2 separate regions of the Rattus norvegicus genome follow, and region 1 is linked to region 2. The links are chromatin contacts, called in public Hi-C maps. All regions are on one chromosome and are shown on one strand. The core of a region is the stretch at or near the end of the contact, and the rest is flanking DNA. Distances in the headings are between cores, read along the strand shown.

The links. Hi-C and Micro-C count contacts between places; a contact is called where the count stands out from the background.
Region 1: a contact with region 2 is called in a Hi-C map of liver, with 4 times the contacts expected there. The contact joins the enhancer-like site here to the promoter of Hes1 in region 2. A contact is called at or near these places in 2 of 12 Hi-C or Micro-C datasets (kidney and liver).

The regions. Positions count from the first base shown.
Region 1 is chr11:84,434,399-84,441,039 of GRCr8, forward strand. No RefSeq gene overlaps it. Among named protein-coding and RNA genes, the nearest start is that of Hes1, 220 kb to the left of the region's middle. Within about 2 kb of position 4,548, at least 26 of the 93 cell types and tissues checked have an H3K27ac peak or open chromatin away from gene starts, as enhancers often do. A contact at or near this core is called in liver, where this site is marked.
Region 2 is chr11:84,210,789-84,216,591 of GRCr8, forward strand. Hes1 (hes family bHLH transcription factor 1) reads right to left here and starts at 2,257. Exons shown (of 4, transcript NM_024360.4): 1 at 1,951-2,257; 2 at 1,711-1,806; 3 at 1,386-1,473; 4 at 1-766. The coding sequence starts at 2,058. The coding sequence ends at 213.

The DNA of each region.
Region 1 (6,641 bases), core at 3,298-5,797, 230 kb after region 2:
AGAATTATACTTTTGGTACTGTTATGAATTGTAATGTAAATATATGTTTTCTGATGGCCTTGGGTGGCCCCTGTAAAAGAGTCGTTTGTTATGTTGAGAACTGCTGTCTTAGAGACTATGTCCTAGAGCGTATGCAAGGTTGCCTTTGCCCCATTCTGTGGGGCAGAACACGATCACGATCAGCTTAGGTTCGAAGGAGGTGGTAAAGACTCTGCCGGGAATAGGAGAAGCTGAAAGGTGCTTATGATCACATTCAACCTGACGCCGTTCACAAATCGCCCTCAACTCTGTCCTCTGGGTGTTCCCTTAAGACTCTGTGGATCTCTGCAAAGATCATGTGATAAATTTCTCTACCTGTGAAGAGGACTTCAGGGTCAAGTCATCTATCAGGTATCAGTCCCTCTCCACTTTGAAGGATCTGGTTGGTCAATTGCCACACAGGCAGTGCTTTAGAGGAAAACTGGCTTCATCTTGTTCTTATCAGTAAAACTAGTGAGTACAATAGACCACTAGCCATCCAGGACTCCAGCCACTGACCACCTAGGACACACTCTAGCTATCAATCACCCAAGACTCACTTCAGCTACTGACAACCTCGGACTCCAACAAATTGACCACCCAGGATCCCAATCCTACACCAGTGATCTCAGGGCATTGTCCTGACTGTGAAGGTTGGGTAGGGAAGGGTACACCGTTTAATATAGACTAATGAGACACGAAAGGCTTTTTTTTTTAGAAGTTTCTAGAAAAGAAGATGCTTTGTCATAAGGAAGCACATCTGGAATGGTAGCTTCTCTGCACGGAGAAGGGAGGGCTAGGTTGCTGCCTTCTATCTATAAGCTAAGAATATGATGAAATCATCAGAGAGAGGAGGGCAAAGCCAAGGAAACACGAGGAGATGTAGCAGAAGTTTGTTCATCCCACATTTGAATGCCAGCCTTGACCTCTGGACCTGCTTTAGTTCTGCGAGCCATTGCTGCTGCTTTTGCTGATTAAACTTAGGGTTTCTCATGCTATGCTAACACTAAAAGCAGTCCGGGAAAGAAAGAATGCATCTCAGATTACGACTCTCAGCTCTCACTCAATTGGCGAGAGAAGCTGAGGTGGGGACGCAAAGTCGAAACCTGGAGGCAGGAACTGAAGCAGAGGCCATGGAAGGATGCTGCTTATTGGCTTGCTCCCCATGGCTTGCACAGCCTGCTTTCGTAGAGCACCCGGGACCACTCGCCTAGGGGTGGTGCCACCCATCAAGCTGGGCCCACGTCAATCTAGAAGATGCACCATAGGCTTCCCCATAAGCCAATCTGACAGGGAATATTTTCTTAGCTGAGCTTCTCTCTTCCCAAATGGCTCTAACTTGTATCAAGTTGATCTCAAACTACCTAGCGCGAGTGCTATATCTGAGTCAGGGCCTGAGGCTGTTAGATGAACACATCAAATAACTCCATTCATAAGTTGCAAAGGAGATAACAATTGTTAAGGAAGATAATCACTAATGTTTTCTTGCCTAAAATTAGTGGGAGATTCTGTGTCATAGCACAGCTAGAAACATCCTAGACACCATCTGTTCAAAGTGGTTTTCTCAAGAAAGGAGAAAATGACAGCCATTGCAGCTGTCACGGCTCCCACATGGCCACTGCAAGACACTGTCTAAGCCAATGCCCTCTTGAGAGTATATATGTTTATGTGCCTGAAACACACAGGTGCCATATTTAAATTCCTGCTTTAAGTCGTGAAATTCTAACCATCCACATGGGAAATCTGCCTGGAATTTTAACACATCCCTACCCCACTATCAAGCAACTCCACGGGCAGATATTTGCCTCAGAAAAATGAAATCAGGTTGAGTGAATTCACGTTGGCCTCCTCAGGCATTTTCATGGCAGTCTTATTAACAAAGGCTTAAACAGCGTGCATCTCAGATGTCCAGAAATGGATACAGGAATCAGTAGCCGATCCTGGTACATCCATGCCATGAGAGATCATCCAGAACAAACAGAGAATAGAATAACCGACCACTGAAGCCTGCAATAACACAGGCCTCAGAAGCACGCCAAGCAAAGGAAGCCAGCCAGAAAGGAAGGCACAGCACATCGTTCCACTTCTATGCCATTGTAGAGAAACAAATCCAATCTGGGGGTCAGAAACGAGGTTATTGGTTGCTTCATGCTGTATGCAGACAGAGGGACACAAGGTTAGGGAATGAAGGAAACCTCCAGAGTGGTAGGAATATTATGTTTCTGACTGGGTGATAGGTCACATGGACACATTCGTTTGTTAAACTTCACTGAACATTTAAGGTCTGCGTCTTTCACTTCATGCAAACCTGTAGGCGGGTGGAAGATTTAAGCAAGATTTTAGCCGTAGAAAGGAAGGTACAGCATCAACTGTCTGGTCAGCAAGAGAACATGTGGGCACAGAACAGTTAAGCTGCTAGAGTGAGTTTGCAGGGTGTACCCTGGTCCAGGGCTGGAGAGAACTAACTGTCTATTCCCACTAATCCTAATGGCCAGGGCCGGCCAGCCGGCCCGCGTCTTGCGCTCCGTGCCAGCACTGAGCTGTCACCATGGGTCTGACCGCAGCTGCTTTAATAGCAGGTTGGGAGAGCCGTTTCCTCTGGGCCATACGGCCACATCACAGCCGCTGGCAGCTCTCTCTGGCCTTCTTCCCTTCACCGCTGACTGCCTTGTGGAGTTCACTGAAGAGCTGTCCCTCTCCTCACCCCTAGACACCCTTCTGGAGTGTTTCCGGACCCAGTCTGCCCTTTATGTTACCCGAGCTCTACGGATGATAAACTCTGGATCTTTGGAATTTGGGGGCTGCTTCCCTGGGTCATACAACAATCCTTTCTTGTTTTCTTCTTTAGCTTTTTTCTTTTTCATTTTCTCGACCAAATTGTCAAATCAGATTTTTCCAGATGCCAGCACTGGGTATTAAGTTGCCAGACTGGATACTCTTCCAAAACAATGTTTTGTTCACATTTTTTTTCATCTATTCAAATGATATCTCAGCCTCTCACCCATTTCTCCACTAAAACACGTCCTTTCCCAAACCTCAAGTTTGTCCTGTTAGACACCAGCCTCAAGTGCTAAGTCCCTCGGAGAGCACATAGCTTATTGTCTAGTTTTCTTGCATTTTCCTATTTTTTTAAAAATCTGTAAGTAGTCACAAGTAAACCTTTTTCATAAGCACCTGATGAATAGATGAAGCTTTCCCCTCTACTGTGATGCTTATATTTTCAATGTAAAATGAAATCTCTGAGATTACAAGGCACCCAGACGAAGCTGGGTTATCTGGACCTGGGGCGGGTGAGGGATGCAGTTCAAGGAAGTTCTGGTCACGTGCAGTACGCTACAGCCTGGGAATGTGTGTCTGCCACAGGGAGAACCCAGCCCCAAGCCTGCTTCCTTCTGTTTATCTTTCTATCCCAGCAGCCTATGATCCCCTTTGGTGGAAAACGCAGGGATACAGTTCACCTTGGGTGAGAGGGAAGGTGTCTTGTACCTGCTGCTGGAACTAGGTCTCCTGTGGGTTCTCTCCTTAGGAGGGCCCACTGTTGGGGGAAGGGTGGAAGCAATATAGCAGGACCTTGGGCTCCTGGCCACCTAGTCCTTCAACCAGAGCCCGGGCACTTTGACCTGTTTTCTATCTGGGGCTTCCGTGTAAACTATCAAAAATCATGGACCAATCCCAACTACCCTGGTACTAAGCCCAGCACCATCCCATCCTCTGCAGACTGACACGTGAAAGGTGTGTGGTCCCTCGCAGAGCTGAGTCATGACGAATAATCTGCCTGACCACCAGTAAGCATCACCACTTGGAGGGCAGGCTAATTCAGCGTTCGACTCCCTCCCTCCCTCCCTTCCTTCCTCCCTCTCCTTCTATCTTTTCCCTTCATCCTTCCTTCCCTCCTCTCTTCTAGAGCCATCCTGGTGTCTTGCCTGGATGCTCCAGGCCTTCCTGTGGCTGTAAATTCCTTTCACACTTTTGAGTTGTTTCAAAGCGAATTCAGGAGGTGCGTGGGCCTTTCCTCTCGTCTAGACACAATTCCAGTAGTCAGAGGAGCTGGGCCTGTCTGAGAGTCTCACTTGAGTCCACCTGGGCCCCTCTGCTGCCGTTGTAAATCGACAGGAAGCCAAAGGTGACTGCCAGAGAGGGGGATGCTGCAAGTTTTCCTTGCTGCCAGTTGCTCAGAACCGCTTTCGCTTTCGGCCAGGCCCGGGGAAGCGCTGACTCAGCAGAACCCGGCTGCCTCTTGGCGACACAGGGCAGGGTGCGAATTTAAAAGCACAGCGCAAGCCTGCCACAAAGCAAACGCTGAACAAAAGGTTAATTCCACGGATAAACAGCTCTCGGTGGCGCTCGACCGAGCGTCTGGTTCCCATTTCGCGGTGCCATTCTGCCAGATGCTCTCCCTGTTAACACATCCTGCTAAGGCTGAGATGAAATACAAAACCAGAAAGCTGCAAGCGTTGCTGGCAGCACAGGGTGGCAACATGCGGGGACACAGAAACCTCGGGAAGTGTCTTAGATGTTCCCAGACGGCACCACCACAACTGGGAAGTGGGGGCGGGGTGCTTAGACAAGCTAGTCATGCCTCGCATGCTCAGACTGCTCAGCCTGAGGGATTTAAAAAAGAAAAAAAAAAAAAGAAAACATGAATGTGAACGGCGGTAGAGGGGGCATGGATCTCTTCACCGCGGTTCCTTGGGTGCACGGATGACATTTAAGAGATTCAAGTCAGCTGGGCATGGTGGGGAACGCCTTTGATACCAGCACTTGGTAGGCAGAGGTAGGAGGATATCTGTTAGTTCGAGGCCCACTTGGTCTACAAAGCAGAGTTCAGGATAGCCAGAGCTGGTTATACAGAGAAACCCTGCCTCAAACAAACAAATGATGCAAGCCACGTGTAGCCATTCAAGTCTGGAAACCCAGGACTCAGGAGGCAGGCCAGGGGTTTGAGGTCATTGGAGGGAGGGTATGTCTTAAAACAAACAAACAAACAAAAATGAATCAGGAAGCCAAAGAGTCGCAGGAAGATCAGTCCGCTTGCCCAAGACTAGGAAATCTAGATGCCTTTCTTGTATCTCCTCCTTTGCATAATCTACTGTCACAAGTGTCCATTAGTTGCCCTGTGAGCAGACAGGAAGGACAATCCATTTTATTAGGTACCAGTTGCATCTTGCATGGAGAACAACACGGGCCCTGTGTTTCCTTAGCGAAGGACCCGGACTTGGTCAACTTATTCTATAAGTAAGTATAAGTTTGCAAGCACACCACTGAGACCCCTCTCTTCGCGGTTTCTGTCCCTGAGTCCCAGAGGTGGCTCTTGTCTGGTCCCATCTGGAGAGTGAAGATGCTATCCTGGACGCTTGCCAGGCCACAGACAGAGAGAACAAGGGGCTGGACTCTGAGGTATTCTCCATCTTGTTGAACACTGTGTCCAATTGCATTGTCCAAAGCAGCAGGTAGCTGTGAAAGGCCCGTAGGCCCCCATTGTGACCGCCTTGGCTGCAGGTGAAAGGTCAGGTCTCAGGCAAGACTCTGACCCTTAACTTTTTTGTGACGAGTGTCACAAGGTAAATTAATCAGATTTATGGCATTAAGCTCTACCAATATCTTTATCCTCTCAGCTCTTTTCCTCCAGCAAAACTCCGTCGGGAGGGAGGCAAAAGAAAAATCTGATGAAGGGTGAGTAGTGCTTTTGGTTTGTCTCTCACAGTTCTTACTACAGAGTGAAAATTATCAGTCGTGCAGAGAGAGGCCAGGCAGCCCTTCCTTCAAACCAGGCCTTTATAAGTTACAACAAGCTGTCCTGGCACTCAATCAAATGCTCCTTACCGAGGGGACAATGGCGAGGCCAGGGTTCGCTGGTGCTGGTAAGATTCTCAGCGTGGGGCAGAGCCTTCTTATTTGACCAGTCCAAGTCAGCAATGTCCATGACTAGGAAGCTTTGGGCTCATCCAGTGCAGCCCAGGGGGTTGTGAGACCTGAACGGGACTCAGAGGGGCAGGTGGGCTGTAGGGGGCGTACACAGAGGACCCTGCAGCCTCAAAGCTTGCAGCAGGAGCAGGAAGGCAGGAGACTGCTGACGTCACAAGTGCTTTTCATCCAGCCTTGCAGGAGAGCACCAACTTCCTGCTGATAGAAATTTGTCTGCAATTTTTTTTCTCATTCAGAAGTGACAGGATCCAGGAGACACTGGCCAGATATGATGACTTGATTAAGGCTTGTGGAGGCGACCCAGATGCCTGGGAACTGGCGGAGAGGGAACAGGCATCAGCCCCCTCTAGGCTTTCACCAGGAGAACTAACAGGCTGCAGCTGGTGGATTCCTCCACTCCCGGCTGTGAGGACGTCAACATTCTGGACTTAGTGGCCCTCTGCTTTGTACCTGTGGTTTTGGTACAGCTCTGAACAGGGAAAGGAAAACAACACAGGACTATTTTTCCCATAATAATTTGCAGTGTGAAGGCAGATCACACAGCCTGGACAGTTATTTCCTAAGCACCTAGTGTACGCTGAGCCCTGAGCACTCCTCTAAGGTGACATGAGGCTAGATACCAGAGTGGAGGTGGGCAATGTTCATCAACCAACACTGGGCCAAGAGTGTTGCTGAAAGGAAGATCAGTAAGATACAAA
Region 2 (5,803 bases), core at 1,007-3,506:
TCCAATATGAACATATAAAATATATACAAATGCAGTGCATGGTCAGTCACTTAATACAGCTCTCTACAAAAAGTAACTTTTTAGAATTTAAAAAAGCAACAAAGTAACCACCGACTTATAAAAGTCTCTCCTAAAGTCCAAGTTCGTATTTAGTGTCCGTCAGAAGAGAGAGGTGGGCTAGGGAGTTTATGATTAGCAGTGGCCTGAGCCCCTCAGTTCCGCCACGGCCTCCACATGGAGTCCGCAGTGAGCGAGGAGCCGCTGGAAGGCGACACTGCGTTAGGACCCACCGAGGTCCCGCTGTTGCTGGTGTAGACCGGGATGACCGGGCCGCTGTGGGCGAAGGCCCCATTGGGGATGAGGAAAGCAAATTGGCCGTCAGGAGCCGGCACCACTTGGAAGCCGCCAAAAACCTTGGCAGCCTCTCCAGCCTGGCTGCCCAACTTGCAGGGTGCGCTGCCGGGAGGGGGCGCCGCGCCCCCGGGGATGGGCACAAGCGGCGGCGGCGGCGCGAATGGCGCGTGCTGGGGACCGCCAGGTCCTGACGGGGGCGGCGGCGGCGGCGCCTGCAAGGCGGGGTGCGCCTGCCCGGGGTAGGTCATGGCGTTGATCTGGGTCATGCAGTTGGCCAGGTGGCCCAGCAGCCGAGTGCGCACCTCGGTGTTAACGCCCTCACACGTGGACAGGAAGCGGGTCACCTCGTTCATGCACTCGCTGAAGCCGGCGCGGTACTTCCCCAACACGCTCGGGTCTGTGCTGAGAGCGGCTGCAGGCCAGAAGGAGAAAAGACGGGTCACCGAACAGCCCTGGCCCCGGAGCCACAGCCTCCGGCCCTGGGAGGTCCCCGCCGCGCGCCTCCGGAACCACCTGGGGTTGGGAGGGTGGGGTAGGCTAAGAACAGCCAGCTCCTTCTCCCTAGGTTGGGTACAGAAGCCAGGACACTCCCTCCATCTAAACCGATCTCAGCTCCAGATCTGCTATCCCTAGTCCCGCGCGGGACCTGACCTTGGGCAATGCCACCCAAGGCGCCTTCCAAACCCTACTTCCCCTCCTGCGGCAGGGGTTGGACCGGTGCTAAGCCACTGACCCCTACCTTCTATCCAGCCTCAAACTGCCTCAGTCCTACGTCCTTTCGCCCTCACCGGCTTCCACAACAGCCAAGCTGCCCACCACCCTTCTCGGCTACAACCTCTCCCTCCATTTCCGGAGCAGTAACAACTTGGGAGTTGTGGCTATAAATAAGACCCAGACCGTGGGAACGCGGAGTGAGCCAAGGCAGTAAAATGTAGCTGAATGCCTCTCACAACCGCGGGCGGAAGTCTGGAAGAAATCAGCGCGGGCCGAGAGGGACACCCGCAGAGAGGGGACGCACGCGCGGTCCTCACCGGTCATCTGCGCCCGCTGCAGGTTCCGGAGGTGCTTCACTGTCATTTCCAGAATGTCTGCCTTCTCCAGCTTGGAATGCCGGGAGCTCTGCGCAGGGGAAACAAGGGATGAAAGTGAGACCCCCCTTGTCAGCTGCCTCCGAGTTCTGAAGCTCCCCATCCGCATGTCCCACATCCCAGGGTCTTGCGGCCTCTCTCCCGCCTGTGGGAACGCAGTGCTGGTGGGGTAAGATCCACACACAGCAGGCAAAGAGTTTAGCTCTTTGTGCCTGGGAAATGCCATTACATTCGTAATTTCATTTAAAAAAATGCATTGCTCACTTACATCTTTCTTAAGTGCATCCAAAATCAGTGTTTTCAGTTGGCTCAAACTTTCATTTATTCTTGCCCGGCGCCTCTTCTCCATGATAGGCTTTGATGACTGCAAAGGGGGGAAAAGAGGTCCTGAGTTCCCACGGGATCTGCCATTTCACCCCGAGATTTTAAGAGAAAAGTAAAAGGAACCCCATTGCGCGCACCCCATTTAATTTCTAGGGCCATTAGAGAGATGCAGGTACTGTCTTACCTTTCTGTGCTCAGAGGCTGTCTTTGGTTTGTCCGGTGTCGTGTTGACACTGGCTGGGGTAGCAGCCACCGGGGACGAGGAATTTTTCTCCATTATATCAGCTGGCATTTTCCTTTTTTTCTTTCTTCTCAATCCCCAGAGAATTTTATTTTTGGAATCCTTCACGCAAAAAAAATATTTTTTTGCTTACGTCCCCTTTACTTGGCTTTCATAAGAAAAACTACGGAGCAGTTGAGGGTTTATTATGTCTTAGGGCTACTTTGTGATCGGTAGCGCTATTCCAGGACCAAGGAGAGAGGTAGACGGGGGATTCCGCTGTTATCAGCACCAGCTCCAGATCCAGTGTGATCCGCAGGCCCTGGCGGCCTCTATATATATCTGGGACTGCACGCGAACGGCTCGTGTGAAACTTCCCAAACTTTCTTTCCCACAGTAACTTTCAGCCAATGGGAGGAAGAGACACGCGGCACCGCTCGTGGACTGCGCCCCCCCATTGGCCGCCAGGCACAAGGTCTGGCGGCCAATGGCGCGCGCCTGAGCCCAGGGCACCGGAGGCTACAACGTCAATCAAAAGGATTTTAACCCTTTGCTAACTCCTCTGGGCTTTGCTTTAGAGGATTTTTTTTCCCCCGTCTTGGTTTTAGTCTGGTCTATTTCTTTTGTGGCCACATCTTTGGTTTTTGTTTTTCTTCCTACAAGCAATATAGCTACTTTATATAATAAGTTCGTTTGAAAAATATTTTGAAAAGATATAGGCCAAAATTAAGTGATTAAATTTCTGTCTTCATGAATTCTGTTCGAACTCTGTATGTTTAGTGGAGTGAAAACTGCTCATGTGGGGCGGAGGGTCAATACCACCCCCCAAAAAAACCCAAATACTCCCTTATCCTCCCCCCAAATGCCTTCACAGGCAGGGTTTTCGGAGGAGCAAGGTGCCTTTTGGGTGCCTGTCTCCTATCCAGCCCGTTCATTCCTCTCCTGGAATTGCAGTTTTAGACCTCACGCTTCTCCAGGAAACAATCAGAATAATTTCCTACTGGGCAGAAAGGAAATGGAATTTCAAATGAAAAAAATGAACAAGGGGGCTTTGATAGCAATGCCACAGGAGGGGCGCGCTCGCTCCTCTGCCACTCTCTACCTCTTCAGGCTCTCAGTTGGCAGTGGGGAGAGACCGGAGACAAGGGAGTTGGTCCTCTCTCCTCACCCCGCGGGCGGCCAAGGCGGCCTCGGCGCCCGGCGCGCGAGCCCTTTAAGAGCTCCACCAGCCGAGCTGCAGTTTGACATCAGCCGGCCGGCGAGGGCGCGCCTGGAGTCGGAGCACGTGCCAGGATGTTTTATTGCCGCCGCGGCTGCGGCCGGGGCCCAGAGGATGTGTGTGTGCGTGCGTGTGTGAGTGTGTGTGCGCGCGCCCCGGGGGCAGGGAGGCGGAGGCCGGCGGCGGGCGGCCGGGAGCGGGGGCCGCCTCTAGTCCCCGGGAGAAGCCAAGAAGGTAAATAGCAGCTGCTGTGCTCGAGCCTGGGAAAACCCCGCCCCCTGCGCCTGGCCCGGGCTCATTGGCGCGCGCTGCGTGTGGGGTGTGTGCGTGCGAGTGTGTGCCTGTGTGTGTGTCCGTGTGTCCGGGGCCCCCTCCTCCGGCCTGGGCGAGCCAGGAATCCGTGGGGGCGGCGGTCTGAAAGCTGAGCCCCCGCGCTGGCCTCCCTTCCCCCGCCCTGGCCAAGGTCAGCCCTTCCGGGCGGGGAGCGCACGCCCAGGAGTGGCGATCGGGGAATTCGTGTCCCCCCCCTTCTTCCCACCCCCAGCCCGCCCGGACTCCGGGCTTGGGGATTTGAGCGAGGCCGAAACCTCCCCGGCGACTGCGGCGGGGGAGGGGCCCGGGCGCCCGCCGCGGTCACGAGATGCCTGACCGCACTTAGGAAGCGGCCGGGTCAGCCTCCTGCCTCCGCTCAGCGGCTTGCGGTCACAGCGTCTTCGCGGTCGCCCGCCCCTTCCCCGGGTCCTTCGCTGAGTCCAGGAGGCCGCCGGCGGACGGCTGGGAAGAGACGGGCGGCTGCGTGCTGCCGGCTGGCCGGGGCCGCGCGCCGGGAGGAGTCGCCGCCGCCGCCGCCGGGTGCCACGTGGCGGGCGCCGGGCCGGGAGCGCCAGGGCTCTGGCGGCGGCCTCCCTGGGGGATTTGCCGCGCGGCGCGGGTGGCGCGCACTGCCCCGGAGGCTGCCTGCCTGCCCCGGTCGTCCGCCCCTCGCCTCTACCCGGGTGCCCCAGACCCCTCAGTTTTCCCGCCGCCCTGAACTCCGGGCAGCTCGGGATCCCAGCGCGTTGTTTGATCCCCGCCCCCAGTCTTTCCCGCGTCCGGGAGGCCTGGCACACAAGGCGCACTGGCTCGTCCCTTCCTCCCCTCCCCCAACCTCCCACTGAGATCATGTGAATGATTTCTCCAGCTCTGATCCGGGATGAGGTGGTTCCTTGACTGCATGACCTTGGGCAAGCCCCCCTCTCTTTTATGGTGGAACGCCAGACATTGTTAAACCCTGGGATTACCACGATGAGAGATATAGTGGCAGCTCCCACGGAGTATTCTACAACCTTCTGCAGGGGCGCACAGAACCGTGCTTTCCGGCCAATGCTTGGGGATTCTGTTCCCTCTTTGGGGGCTTAGATGCTGGAGGCGAGGGGTTTGGATCCGGAGGGGTACCTTTAGCCACATCTTCATCAGGTGTGGTACATAACTGTGCCTTTAGAGAACTCCTTGCCAGGTATCTGTGTGGTATCGCTGCCGTCTATAGATTTCCCAGAAGATTCCCCTGGGAGTGCCATTAAAAGAGGCAGTAGACAGAAGTAAATCGATGTAGGAGAATTAGTCATACGTTAAGCTTCTACTAAAGTTACTGACGGAGAGGTTCTGTGTTCTATACCTCAGAAAAGTATGGTCGAGGTGGTTGAAATATGCTGAGTCATGGGGCAGGAGAGGAAGGGAGGACCCATCTTGTTTAAGGCACAGAACCTGATGTCTTCTGTCATAGGGCATTCAGAGTGTGTGAAGGGGCAAGCAAGAAATTTGAGACCACCACACAAGACCTTTGGACATCCTGCTTTATAAAGGACTCTGAACCTTCTCTTTAGACATCGAAAAGCCATAAAAAAAGGTTCATCGTGGAGAAAAGACACCAGGGTTCTCCTTAGATGGTCCTGAGGAAAGTGTGGACTGCAGGGCTTGGAGACAAGCCATCTAAGGGGATCAGACTAACTAGTAGAGACGGCTCTTAAGTAACACATGTAGGGCTGATATGCTACCTGCTTGGTTCACGTCACCTGGCCACTAACCACACACTCCACCGACTTGAATTAGAAACTTGTTTGCCCTGGGTGAGCACCATTTTACCTTCTAAGCCTCTCTTCTGCTTACCAGGACAGCCCTCCCCACGGTTTGCAGACAAACCCTTACTTCAGTGTTGACTTGCCCCTTGGGGTGCTCCCATGGGGGTCCCTGTGTGTTTGTGTGTGTGTGTGTGTGTGTGTGTGTGTGTGTGTGTGTGTGTGTGTGTGAGAGAGAGAGAGAGAGAGAGAGAGAGAGAGAGAGAGAGAGAGAGAGAGAATATGCTGCAGAGTGGGCTGAGCCCTATCTTGTTTGAAGAAATATAAACAATGCCTTCTTTGTTGCCCTGCAACCTGGACCAATGGGGTTGAGCACTCCTTTCATGTCCTAAACAGATGGGAAAGTGGTGACTATCGAAATCGGCGGCTGCCTTTTAAACAGTGGGGCTTTCCTGTATGTTTGAAATCCTGTGGGTAAAAAAGTGGTATACCTGTGGGGTTACCCACTTTTCTACTGTACCCCCAACAACCTTCTTAGGCTTCT